2 separate regions of the Ovis aries genome follow, and region 2 is linked to region 1. A link is a contact called in public Hi-C data. All regions are on one chromosome and are shown on one strand. Each heading gives the region's core, a stretch centred on a gene start, on an enhancer-like site or on the middle of the called end of the contact. The rest is flanking DNA. Distances are from core to core; before and after follow the strand shown. Region 1 overlaps OSBP2 (oxysterol binding protein 2). Region 2 holds the start of SMTN (smoothelin).

Region 1 (5,933 bases), core at 991-3,490:
GCTCTGCCGCACGTGGAATCTTCCTGGAGTGGGAATTGAACCTGTGTCCCCTGCATTGGCAGGCGGATTCTTATCCGCTGTACCATCAGGGAAGTCTGCGGCGTATGAACTCTTAGCAGTGGCATGTGGGATCTAGTTCCGCAACCGGGGATTGAACTGGGGCCCCCTGGACTGGGAATTTGAAGTCTTAACCTCAGACCATCAGAGAAGCCCGGGAAACCCCATTTGAATATGCATTCCAGGCAGCGCTCCTGTCAGCTCCCCCGGATCTCCTTTGAGAAACACGGTCTACTCAGACTTCCTGGATGGCTTCCTGCAGCCGTCTTGCTTCCCCCATTTCCAAACAGCATGTTTTCTGTGGAATGAGGGTTTAATTACATTTTACTACCATTTTTTTTTTAAATGAACGGGATCCAGAGAGACGAGGGGCAGTGTGGGGGTCCACCAGGCGCACTGGTGTCTGTATCCTTGGCCGCTGTCTTCCAGGTGTGGCTGCAGCCTGTCTTCCAGGTGCGGCTGCAGGCTTCTCTCCCCGTGAGAAGAGGGACTGTGTCTGTCCTGGGAATGCTGCTCCGTTCTCCACGAGGACTCTGGCTGCACAGTCCTCGCCTGGACTGAGAGAGTGGGACTGTGGGTGTGAACTGTTGGTCACTGAGGCTGATAGCAGTGAAAAAGGCGTTGCTGACCAGAGGGTTTGGCTTCCGTTTCTCTAGTGGCCCCAGGATGAATATTCAGTGGTAGCTGGGGCAGGAGGGTAGGCAGCCATTGCTCATCAATAGGTCAGCAGCTCGAGATGGGAATTCTCTGCTTGCTTTGGCTGTGGACCCGGGGCCCCCAGAATGCTACACGGCCCTCTGTGCAGATAAACAGATCTGTGCCTAGATTTTTTTTTTTTTGCGGGGGGGGGGGTGTCTGTTTCTGGTCCTTTGGATTAGGCGGTGTCCAGCTTTCAGGTGTTCAGGCCTCGAAGCCCCTGGTGGTCTCAGCACTTCCCTCCAAGCTTCCAGCCCAGGCAAGAGGCAGGCCGTGTCCTGACCTGTAGTCCTTGGCTCACAGGTTTCGGGACAGAGGGGCTGAGCTCACCCAAACCCTCTGAAACATGGATGAGTCAGCCTCTCTCTCTCAAACTCTTCTCTGCCCTGACTCACATCTGGGCCACTTCATCCAGTAAGAGGCACGGGGTGGGGGCAGTTAAGATTTCCCCTCAGCAATGCCAGGACAGGAAGCCCAGCTCACCCCACTCCACTTCATGGGCCTACCCTGGTATCCGGGGAGGGAAAAATCTGTGCTCAGTTTGAGAAATGAGGCCCTGGGGGGTTATGTCAAAATCGAGGGCCAGCCTGCTCATCCTGAGGGCTCTTTGCAGGAGGGCCAGTTGCTCTTACTTTGCCCCTTGCGTGGAGTCGTTGCTCAGTGAACATGCCAGTTGAAAGAGGCATAAAAGCCTCAGGAGGGTGCAGGTGGACTCGAGGATGCTGCAGAACCCAGGGGATGGGACTTTTCAACAATCCTGTGGTTGTTATGGAAAACTTATGACAAACAGAAGCAGACAGAAGTCTCAGGAACCGGCCCACACTTGTCGCCAGTTCTCCACTCAATCTTGTTTCTGTGTCTCTGCTCTCTTCCCTAACCCTGCATCACTTTGAATGTTTGTCAACATTTCAGGGTGTGTATCTAAAAGATAAGGATGCCTTTTAAAAAAGTTTAATATAGTCAAAGTACTGTTGTCATATCTGAAAAATTAATAATGCAGTGCACTGAGGCTTTTTTTTTTAAAGGAACTTGTACTCTCCCTGGTGACTCAGAGGTCGGGTGGGAACTAGGAAAGGGGGTCAGGGCCTGAGAAAGGGGGACACACACGTGCTTCCAGCTGAGAAGGCTGGGCTTTCTTCAGAGTCTGAAGAAACCAAGGGGAAAGTTAGTGTCCCCGGGAGAGAATTCTGGCCCTTCCGGAAGAAGCAGAAATTGGCACAGGGCAGGGCTTCCTGGAAGGACAGAGGCCCTGGAGGGCTTGGCCTTGCCAGGGCCTGCAGGGTAGGGAAGGGACGTGAGTTGGAGTCAGTTCTCAAGTATCCTCATCAGCAAAGGCGAGAGCCACCAGAAGGGAACTTAGCAGAGCGACAGTGTTCTGTTGTGTAAGAGGTGTTGACAGTTTGGATTCAGATGTGACCCTGTGCCCATACAGATGGCAGCGGCTTACCCCTGAGGGACTCATGTAAGTCGGTGCTGGCGGAAGAGGCTCAGGGTAACTGGGTCACTCACCAGCCAGTTGGAATGTATGCGCAGAATGTGAGCAGGATGACAGCTCAGCTCTCGGGGAGGCTGAGCTGGGTTTTCAAAGCGAGGGTGGTATTTGTTCCGACTCGTCCCACAGACCCTCTGCCAGCTGGCAGAGCCCAAAAGCCCATGGCCCAGAGGTGGCCCCCTTATTTCAGTAGAAAAATAAGCATTCTGAAATGTTTGTATTGGAGGTGGACTTCGTATGAGGATTAATAGGTCAGAGTCGTTTGACCAGAAAGATAGAGTTACTTGTCTGCATTCCCTCCATTCTTACCATTAAGATGCTTTAAGCATCTTTTTCCTGCCAGGGCAATTATCCTGATACTGACCGTTTCCTTTGTAACTAAAGGGCATAGTAGCACTTACCTTTGTAATTATCAGATTGAGAAGGCTTATGCTTTGTTGCCTTTTAAATGTTAACCTACTCCTGGATCTGTGGGCATGAGCACCAGTCTCTGACGTGGGTGGGGTTGGCAGCTCGTTTCGTCGCTAGTGGCAAAATACGTGACCTGAACCCAAGGCAAGCTGGGATGGGACATCTTCCTGGGTTCCTTTGCCAGCTTGATCTTTGATTTGGAGAGAAACTTACAAAGCTCAAGACTAGGTATTCGGGGCTGTGGAACCAGCAGGCGGGCAAGTTCACCCCGACAGGGGGCATAGCTGAGTCTTATTTGCATGATGGTGTGCAGGGATGTGGCTTAGTAAAGCAGGCATAAGATTTGGGATCCTAGTTTTGCCTTGAGTCACTGTGTAACTTAAAAACAAATTTTGAAAGTTGGTTTACAATGTTATGTTAGTTTCAGGAATACAGCAGAGTAATTCAGTTTTATATACATACATATATATGTATGTGTATTCTTTTCTAGCTTCCTTTCCGTTATAGATATTACAAGATACTGAATGTACAGGACAGGGAACTAGTTACTTATCTAGTAATAGGAGTGTGTATTTGCTAATCCTAAACTCCTAATTTGTCCCTGCCCCCCCCCCCAGCACTTTCCCCTTTGATAACCATAATACTGTTTTCTATATTGGTTGTGAGTCTGTTTCTGTTTTGTAAATAAGTTCATTTTTTTTTAGATTCCACAGATAAGTGATGTCACTTTTTATTTGTCTTTCTCTGTCTTACTTTACTTAGGATGATAATCTCTAGGTCCACGCATGAGTTGCAAATGGCTTCGTCACTCTTTCTTGTGGCTGAGTAATACTCCATTGTGTGCATATGTATATATATTCCTTATCTTCTTTACCCATCCCTCTGTCGATGGACACTTCGGTTGCTTCTACGTCTGGCTGTTGTGACCAGTGCTGCTGTGAACATTAGGGCACCCACACCTATTTGAATTTGAGTTTTCGTCTTTTCCGTTGTGTAACAATTTTTTAAAATTTACTTGGATTGCTCAGGGTCTCAGTTGCTGCCCACGGGATCTTTACCGCATCATGTGCGATCTCTTGCTGAGGTGCACAGACTCTCAAGCTGTGTGATCTCTTGTTGAGGTGGATAGACTCTCAGGTTGCGTGATCTGTTGTTGAGGTGCACAGACTCTCAAGTTGTGTGATCTCTTGCTGAGGTGCACAGACTCTCAAGTTGTGTGATCTCTTGTTGAGGCACAGACTCTCAAGTTGTGTGATCTTTTGTTGAGATGCACAGACTCCCAAGTTGTGTGATCTCTGGCTGAGGTGCACAGACTCTCAAGTTGTGTGATCTTTTGTTGAGATGCACTGACTCCCAAGTTGCGTGATCTCTTGTTGAGGTGCACAGACTCTCAAGTTGTGTGATCTCTTGTTGAGGCGCAGACTCTCAAGTTGTGTGATCTCTTGTTGAGGTTCACAGTCTCTCAAGTTGTGTGATCTCTTGTTGAGGTTCACAGTCTCTCAAGTTGTGTGATCTCTTGTTGAGGTTCACAGTCTCTCAAGTTGTGTGATCTTTTGTTGAGGTACGCAGATTCCCAAGTTGTGGCACTCGGGCTCTGCCGCATGTGGGATTTCAGTTCCCTGACCAGGGTTTGAACCCGTGTCCCTGGCACTGCAAGACTGATTCTTAACCAGTGGACCACCGGGGAAGTCCCTTCGATTGCGTCACTTTTGACGAGGCCCTTAACCTCGCTAAGCCTTTATTTCTTTGCTCCTCAAAGGGATGATCATTGCCTGTGTCTTCAGGTGGTTGTGAGGGTAAGTAACGATCATTGGCAGGGGCGTCCAGCAGCAGAGACGGCCACTGCAGAGGGCGGTGGCTCATGTAGGGAATCTGCCATTTTCCCAGGGCCATTGTGTGAGACTGCCTGAGGTAAAAAGGGTGTTCCTAAACATTTCCGGTTTTTGAGATAAAAACCTTTATTGTTTTGTAAAAAGATTGAATGGAAAAAAGAAAAGTGCAAACCATACTGAGAAATGAACAAAAGGGAGAAAAATCTCAAATCTACTAACCTAGAAATGATCATAGTTAAATCTTTACTGAATAGCATAGCAAACATTAATTTATGTATACAGATGCATTTTATATGTAATTTCACACCACTGGGAAGATTCACAATATTCAATATTGAAAATGGCTCATTAAATTCAACATGTTGCAGACATTCTGAGCCAAAAAAATATGCATCACTTTTTATTATGGAGGCTATCCAATATGTTTCATGAATGTATATCTAACACACATATACCATACATAGCCCCATGTTCGTATCACTCACCTTCCAACAATTATCAGTTCATGGCCAATCGTGTTTCACCTCATCCCATCTTCTGGTAACCCTCCGTTATTATTATTTTTTATTGTGATAGATACACATGACATAAAGCTCACCATTAGCGACATTTAGCACACTCCCAGCGTCGTGCAGCCGTCGCCTCTAATTCCAGAACACTTCCATCATCCCCAAGAGGAAGCCCCGTGCCCATTAGCGCTCACTCCCTGTGCCCCACCTCCCTCTGCTCCTGGGAACCACTAATCTGCTTCCCCACTGTTGTTTTAAACCAAACCCCGTCTGCAGGTATTTTACATGTCTCTCTAAAATCCAAGGACTCAGTGCTTCCCTGGCAAGCCAGTGGTTAAGACTCCAAACTCCCACTGCCGGGGACGAAGGTTCGATCCCTGGTCGGGGAACTAAGATCCCACATGCTTCGCAGTGTGGCCAACAAGTAAATGAATAATAAAAATACAAGGACTCTTAAAAGCATCAATTCGAGACCACTGTCACACCTGAAACAACAATTCTTTAATCTTATCACCTGTTCGGGTATCTAATTATAGTGCCTTTCTTCTTTCTTTGGCTGCACCCTGTGACACGCGGGATCTTAGTTCCCTGATCAGGGATCGAACCTGCACCCCCTGCATTGGAAGGCGGGGTCGTTAATCACTGGACCACCAGGAAGTCCCTGTAATGTCATTTTTAATAGTGCATGATATCCATTGGGTGGATATAGCACAATTTAATCAAACATTTTCTTAGCCATTCGGGTTGCTTGCTGTGTTTCCGTATTATCCTAAAAAAGCACTGGGACAAGCATTTCTGTGCTCACTTTCTCTTTTCTTTGACTGTGGTGTGATTATCTCCTAAGGGTAAATTCTTAGAGAAAGGATTACTGGGTTGAGTGCACACTTTCCATTTTGATGCTTGGCAAGTTATAAAGGTTGTTCCAGCAAACACTGC
Region 2 (5,933 bases), core at 1,376-3,875, 230 kb after region 1:
GGTCTAGAGTTGGACCTAGAGGAATCTGAACCCTTTCTGGGAGGGCCACAAGTGAGCTGGTCCAAGACCCTTATTTTATAGATGGACCAACTGAAGCCCAGGCCTCCCAGTGTTCACCCTACTCACCTGGCATTCAGGGCCCTTCACAAATGGAAGGTCTTCCATCCCCATTTCCTGCTCTATCCACAGCCTTTCTCGCCTCCTTTTCTCACTTACAAACCTCTGGCCTTATTCACACTGTTCCCTAGCCACTAATACCCTTTCACGTCTTTCTCCCTTTTCTCCGTGGGATGGATTTCTTTGCACCCTTCCTCATGGATCAGTTTGCAACATCACCTCCTCTAAGAAGTCTTCCAGGATTTCCTCAATCCTAGAGGCAGCAAGGGAAACGAAAGAAGCTTTGGCATGGGACAGAATTCCACTCAAGTCTGAATCGCATTACCAGCTGAATGCCATTCAGCTGAACTGAATGGAAGTTCGTTCAGTTCACTTCCGTGAACTTTAGTTTCCTCCTCTGTAGAATTTGGGTTAATACATATCTAGCTCCGTGGTCAATTTGCAACCGGCTAAATCCCATGTCAGGCATGCAGCAGGTGCTCAGTAAACATCAGGGTCCTCCTCTTGGGACGTTTTGCTCCTTCCTGTACTCTGTCTGCAAGCTTCTCCAGGACTTCACGGGCCGCCCTTTGATCTTTATTTCACCGCCATCTCGCCCCGCCCCTTTCAGATGGGAAGGGAAGGCAAGTAAGAACGGAGGAGGACCCCAGCTCTGAGGGCTTGACGGGGGATGGGGGGGACGGGACCCGTGCTTATCTTCAGTATTACCAGGAACTGGTGAGCTCGTGAGTGTCATATAAAGTCCACACAGAGACTCACCCGTGCCGTTTCTCCCTGCTGGGGGTGGGGAGCGGAGCTAGGACGAAGACGGCCATTCATTGGAGCAGACGGCCGCCACTCAGGTGGCCTACCTGTGCCCCGCCCCAGGGGGCTGTTCCAATGGGCGCGCGCGGTTTGAATAGGACCTAGTTGACCTTGGAGGGTGCTGACCCTCGTCCTGGAAAATTAAAAGGGCATCTAGGTTGGGAATTCCCTGGCGGTGCAGTGATTGGGATTCTGAGCTCTCACTGCCAGAGTGCCCGGGTTTAATTCGTAGCAAGGGAACTAAGATCCCATAACCCACGTAACCAAAAAAATAGTAATAGTAACAATAAAATAAAGTTTATTTTTAAAAATTACATCTAGTCTGACTAGAGAGAGACTAGATGCGGCTTGCTCGAATTAAAGCGCCCAAATTGGGCTCTGTTTGCTCCTCCTCCCATGTGACCTTAAGGAGTCTCTTCCCTCTCAGCGCTGGGGTTTTCCCATGTGTAAAATGGGACCACCTCTCAAGAATGTGGGGGTGAAATAAGTTGACGTCTTTAACAGAGTCTCAGAGTGGATACTGCCCCTCTGTCTAGATGGGGGTGAGGTGTGGTGGCGGATGGTCACAGAGGCTCTAGACAGTGGGGCTGAGTCTCCTGATGCAACAGGCTGAAGCCACTTCCCCACAACCCCATATCACAATGGTTAACAGCACAGGTTCTATACTCAAAACGTTCCGGTATGAATCACAGTTCCACTACCTATCACTTGTTGTCCTCAGCTGTAAAATGAGACGGTAATCTTGGGTTCATCATAGGAATTATATGCCTGGTACATGGCAAGTACAAAATAAATGAGTTTATATTATTATTGTTATTATTTGACAGACAGGACTCCAGACGCCACCTACCAGGCTCCAACTCCCTTTGGTCTCCAGGGAGACCTGCGGAAGGGACCCTGATCTCTAGCAGAAGGGACTGAGTGGTATTTCCCGGGGTGGGGTGGGGGGTCTGAGCTCTGGGGTCCCCTTATTTATTCCTTATGTTGTCTTGGGCATGTCGGCTCTCTCAGGGCCTCAATTTCCTCCATTTACTGAATGAGATTCTGGACTTGGTGTTCCCAGTTTAAAATCCCAGCGCTGCAAGAGGCCGACCCTGAGGAGCTTGGCAGGGAGAAGTGACAGATAAGGTGAATGTGTGTGCAAAGGTGTGTGGGCTGGGGAAGTGGTGTGTGATTGACCTACTCCATCTGAGGCTGTCCCTGAGGTGCCCCCACGTAGGGTCAATGTGTTGCCGGTCACTTAGTCCCTGCTCTGAGGTGGCCTGGACCAGGTGTCCTGAAAGCAGCCTGGGGGCAGCGGCCAAGCCCGGGCACTGAAGCTAGGAGGGGGCGGAGCTGAGGGAGGGGACAGGGCCTCGCGAACAAAGAGGAGGGCGGAGAGAGGCTGTGCCGAAGGCTCCGCGAATAGTACGATCCCGGGCCACTTACCCCGGCTTCGCGCGCCCTCCCCGACTTTGGCGCAAAGTTGCGTCCTTCTAGCGACGCCCACTCGACCAGCCAAGGTTGCAAGAGCAGTGGCCCCAAGACTGCAATCCTCTACTTCCAAGGCCCGCGAAGGGCGGGGCCTCCACTAGGGGCGTGGCAGTCAAAATTGAATTTCCCCAATAGGGCGGGAGTGTGGGCGGGACCCTCCCCGGAATTGGCTGGCGCGGGGTTTCGGGGCGGGGTCCTAGGGGCTGCTGGCGCGGCTGGACAGGCGGTGCTAGCAGAATCCCGGGGACGGTTGCTGAGCGGCCTGGGATCCCGGTCGCGGCGCCTTCCGCCTGGCCGCTCCTAGTCATCCATCTGTTGGATCCCGAACGACCTAGCCTGAGCCCGCGCGGGACGGGCGGACCAGACGGAGAGGTGGGTGTGCGGGGCCTCCGGGCGGCAGCAGGACCCCCGACGGGTCCGAGGGTGGCACCCGGATATGTGGACTCCCAGGGTTCTGGGACCCTCAGATCTGGGAGCTCCCACCCATCCACGGGGGCGCTAAGCCATGCGGTAAAAGTTCTGAAACCCGGGGTAAAGACGCTCACGGATCTCCAGGAGGCTCCACGACCTCCAGGGGTGTAAGTCTATGGGGGCAGAAACCCCGAGGAAGCTCCTCCGTTCCTCTGAGGCCCATCACAAACTTTTGGGACCCCACACTGTGTGACAGAGAGCCACGGGACTGGCCTGGAGCAGCGGCGGGAATTCCTAAGGAGAAAGAGACTTCCCTGGGAGTTCCAGATTCAGCATTAGGGACCCCTGCCCCTCAGAAGACATGGGGGAACTCAGAGTGTCCACAGAACCTAAGTCTGATGACTGCTCATGAAGGACCGCAGCAGAGGGAGTTTGGGCGGTTGCCACCTGTCTGAGACTACAGGGATGGGGAAGCAAGCAGCGACTTGAACAGGCAGAGTCCCGCGAACCCCAAGTGTGTGGACTAGGACACCCCCAGACCCATTCACCGGATGAGGTGACTCGAAAAGTGACTGTTCTGGGGAGGGGGAAGGGATGACTGCGGGATGAATCAGCGGGAGCAGGGGCAATCCTGAGGCCATTTCAGTCTCCGTACAGTAACTGAGCACCTCTGGAGTGTCAGGCCATGGGCCCTGGAAATTCCAGAAAGGTTAGGGCTGCAAGAGGAAGAAAAGAGTTACACTGGGAAGCTGGGCCAGGATTTAGGGGGCCATTTTGAGAGACAGTAATAGGGCAAGAGGGAGTGTCCTGAGCGCCTGAGGGCACTTTGGAAGGGGACTTCAGAAGCCAGAGGTGGCCAAGATTAAATCCTTTCCCTGCCCTCTGGGTCTTTGGGATCCTCCTTCCCCCACGACAATCCTCTGGCCCTTTCCAATCCTGTTTTTCAAAGTCCAGGAGCTGGGCGGATCAGTTTCTGAAGGCTCTTCCAGATAGGGAACTGAATTCTAAGTGTGGGAATTGGCAGGAGGAGCTGGGTGTCGGACACCTGGCTTCATGAAGTCAGGGCAGTTGGCATCGCGGGAGGGCGGGAAGGGGAGGGGTGGAGAGGGGTGTGTGCAGAGGGCTGTCCTCAAGAATTGGAAGACAGGATGTTACCTCCAATGGCTTAGGTTACCTGTGGAAGTGCGAGTGGCGAGAGCAGCAAGGATTGGGCTTGGGCTTGGGCTTAGTCCATAGCCAGAGGCTGAGCTTTTGGGATGACTGGGGGCTGGGCAGGCCCTGGGGATGGGTGGGTGGGGCAGGAAGCCATGGAGTGTGGCGGGCACCCCCTGGTGGTGAGCACAGCTTGGGTGGGCCTTGTTGGGCTCTGGCTTCACAATCCAGGTCCCTGCCGTCCCTGTTTGATGCTTAGATATGGCAAGGGCCCAGCTGAGGCCACACAGCAAGCTAGCAGTCCAGGTGACTGGACTAGGAGCTTCTCCTCTTGGTTTGTTGGGTTTTCCAGCACACACTACCTGAGGGAAGAAGGCACCTCCCAGCTAGGAGTGACATCACAGATAAGAAGGATGGGACAGCAATGCATGATCATGGGTTAGAGAGGGAAACTGAGGCACAAGAGCCCAAGTGCCTGTGGTTTCTGGAGGCCTCTGAAGGCCTGACTCACGTCTATCCCCTGCAGAATTTCCTGAGCTGGCGTCAGGTGCCACAGGCACTGGGGAACTCACCAGGAAGGGACGGACGGAGCTCAGGGCCAGCCAGATGGCGGACGAAACCTTAGCTGGGCTGGATGAGGGAGCCCTACGGAAGTTGGTAAGTGGTCCCATCATCTCTACTATGAGAACAGACAAGCCAGGCCGGAGAGGCAGGGTCTGTCCAGGATATCTCTCAGCTGACTGAGAGGAGGTGATGGGGGAGGGGCCAGAGGGAGGGCTCAGGGAAACAGGGCTAGGCCTGTTCTGCGTGGTCAATGCAGAGGTTCTGGTGGCATGTGCCCATCCATGCCAGGTGCTGAGGTTGTTCCTCCCAGCCCCCCAGTGCCACCACCTGTTTAAACAGTAACTGGTGAGGACTTGCCCATGTGCAGCCACAGGTGTGGGGAGGCTGGATTTGCCTCTCCCAAGCAACAGCCTGGGCAGTATCCACCCCTGGAGGCCAGCCCAATGATAACAGTAGCAGCAATGATTAATAATACGCCAGGGCATAGCAGGGAGCAGGCTGGGCGGCTAAGCACACCGTCTCACAGAATGGTCACAGCAGCTCCAAGAGCCAGGAGGAGAATACTGTGGCTTGGAGAGGTGAAGTCACCTGTCCAGGGACACCCAGCTAGGAAAAGGATTAGCCAGGATCCAAAGAAACCCCCAATGAGGATCATGGGAGAACAAGAGACCTGGATAAGTCAAGGCCAGAAGAGCTCATCAAGGCAGGCCTTGGGGACCCTTAGGAGCTCTGTGACTTCTAATCTATCTGTAAAATGGGAGGTGGGGGCAATGTGTGTGAACGTAATATCTAGGTCCTTCAGCTGGCATGAGGATGGAATGAGGCATGGGCCCAGATCTTGGTGTGGAAAAAGATGGGCCCCCTGTATCCCCTTTCCCTAGCTTCTTCTTGAAGCCCCTCCCCCAACATCCGTACCATGCACAGAGAGGCAGTGGGGCAATCGAGCAGGGCAAGTATGTGCCCACCAGCAAGGGCAGAGAGCAGTGGAACAGGAGAAGGGGCCAGAGCCCCACCCCCTCAGCCCCTGACCCATGTCCAGCGGGTAAATTAAAGATTTACTTTCCCTGGGAGAAGGCAAATGACCCACCCCACCCCCATTCCATTCCTTTGGAGGCAGGGGCTGGAGCCAGACAGTTCAGCCCCAATCACTGGGCAGTGCCCAGTCACTGCCATCGTCTACCCAAGGCACTCGGCCTTGGACAGCACCTCAGACTCTGGGTGTCTGCCACGGCCGCAGGCGGCTGTGTGCAACCCGAAGGAGGTGGGTTTCCAAAGGCTCCCACCCTGTCCGCTCGACTTCCCGGCAGGAAGTCAGAATCCTAACGTGGGTAGTGGAGAGAAAGCCAGGTCTCCGCGCATCCCCATCTCAGCCGCCACCCCCGCTTCATGCAGGCTTGGGCACTGGAAAAAGG

What was found. Hi-C and Micro-C count contacts between places; a contact is called where the count stands out from the background.
Region 2: a Hi-C map of tail adipose tissue shows a contact between it and region 1, with 4 times the contacts expected there. The contact joins the promoter of SMTN here to the enhancer-like site in region 1. A contact is called at or near these places in 4 of 16 Hi-C or Micro-C datasets (liver, muscle, skin fibroblasts and 1 more).

The regions. Positions count from the first base shown.
Region 1 is chr17:69,625,266-69,631,198 of ARS-UI_Ramb_v3.0, forward strand. All of the region lies in intron 2 of OSBP2 (oxysterol binding protein 2), which reads left to right. Among named protein-coding and RNA genes, the nearest start is that of OSBP2, 32 kb to the left of the region's middle. Within about 2 kb of position 2,241, at least 5 of the 54 cell types and tissues checked have an H3K27ac peak or open chromatin away from gene starts, as enhancers often do. A contact at or near this core is called in tail adipose tissue, where this site is marked.
Region 2 is chr17:69,857,706-69,863,638 of ARS-UI_Ramb_v3.0, forward strand. SMTN (smoothelin) reads left to right here and starts at 2,626. Exons shown (of 18, transcript XM_027956804.2): 1 at 2,626-2,766; 2 at 4,484-4,614. The coding sequence starts at 4,564. It overlaps LOC105602949 (a long non-coding RNA gene), which reads right to left and starts at 2,493. Exons shown (of 4, transcript XR_006056751.2): 1 at 2,350-2,493.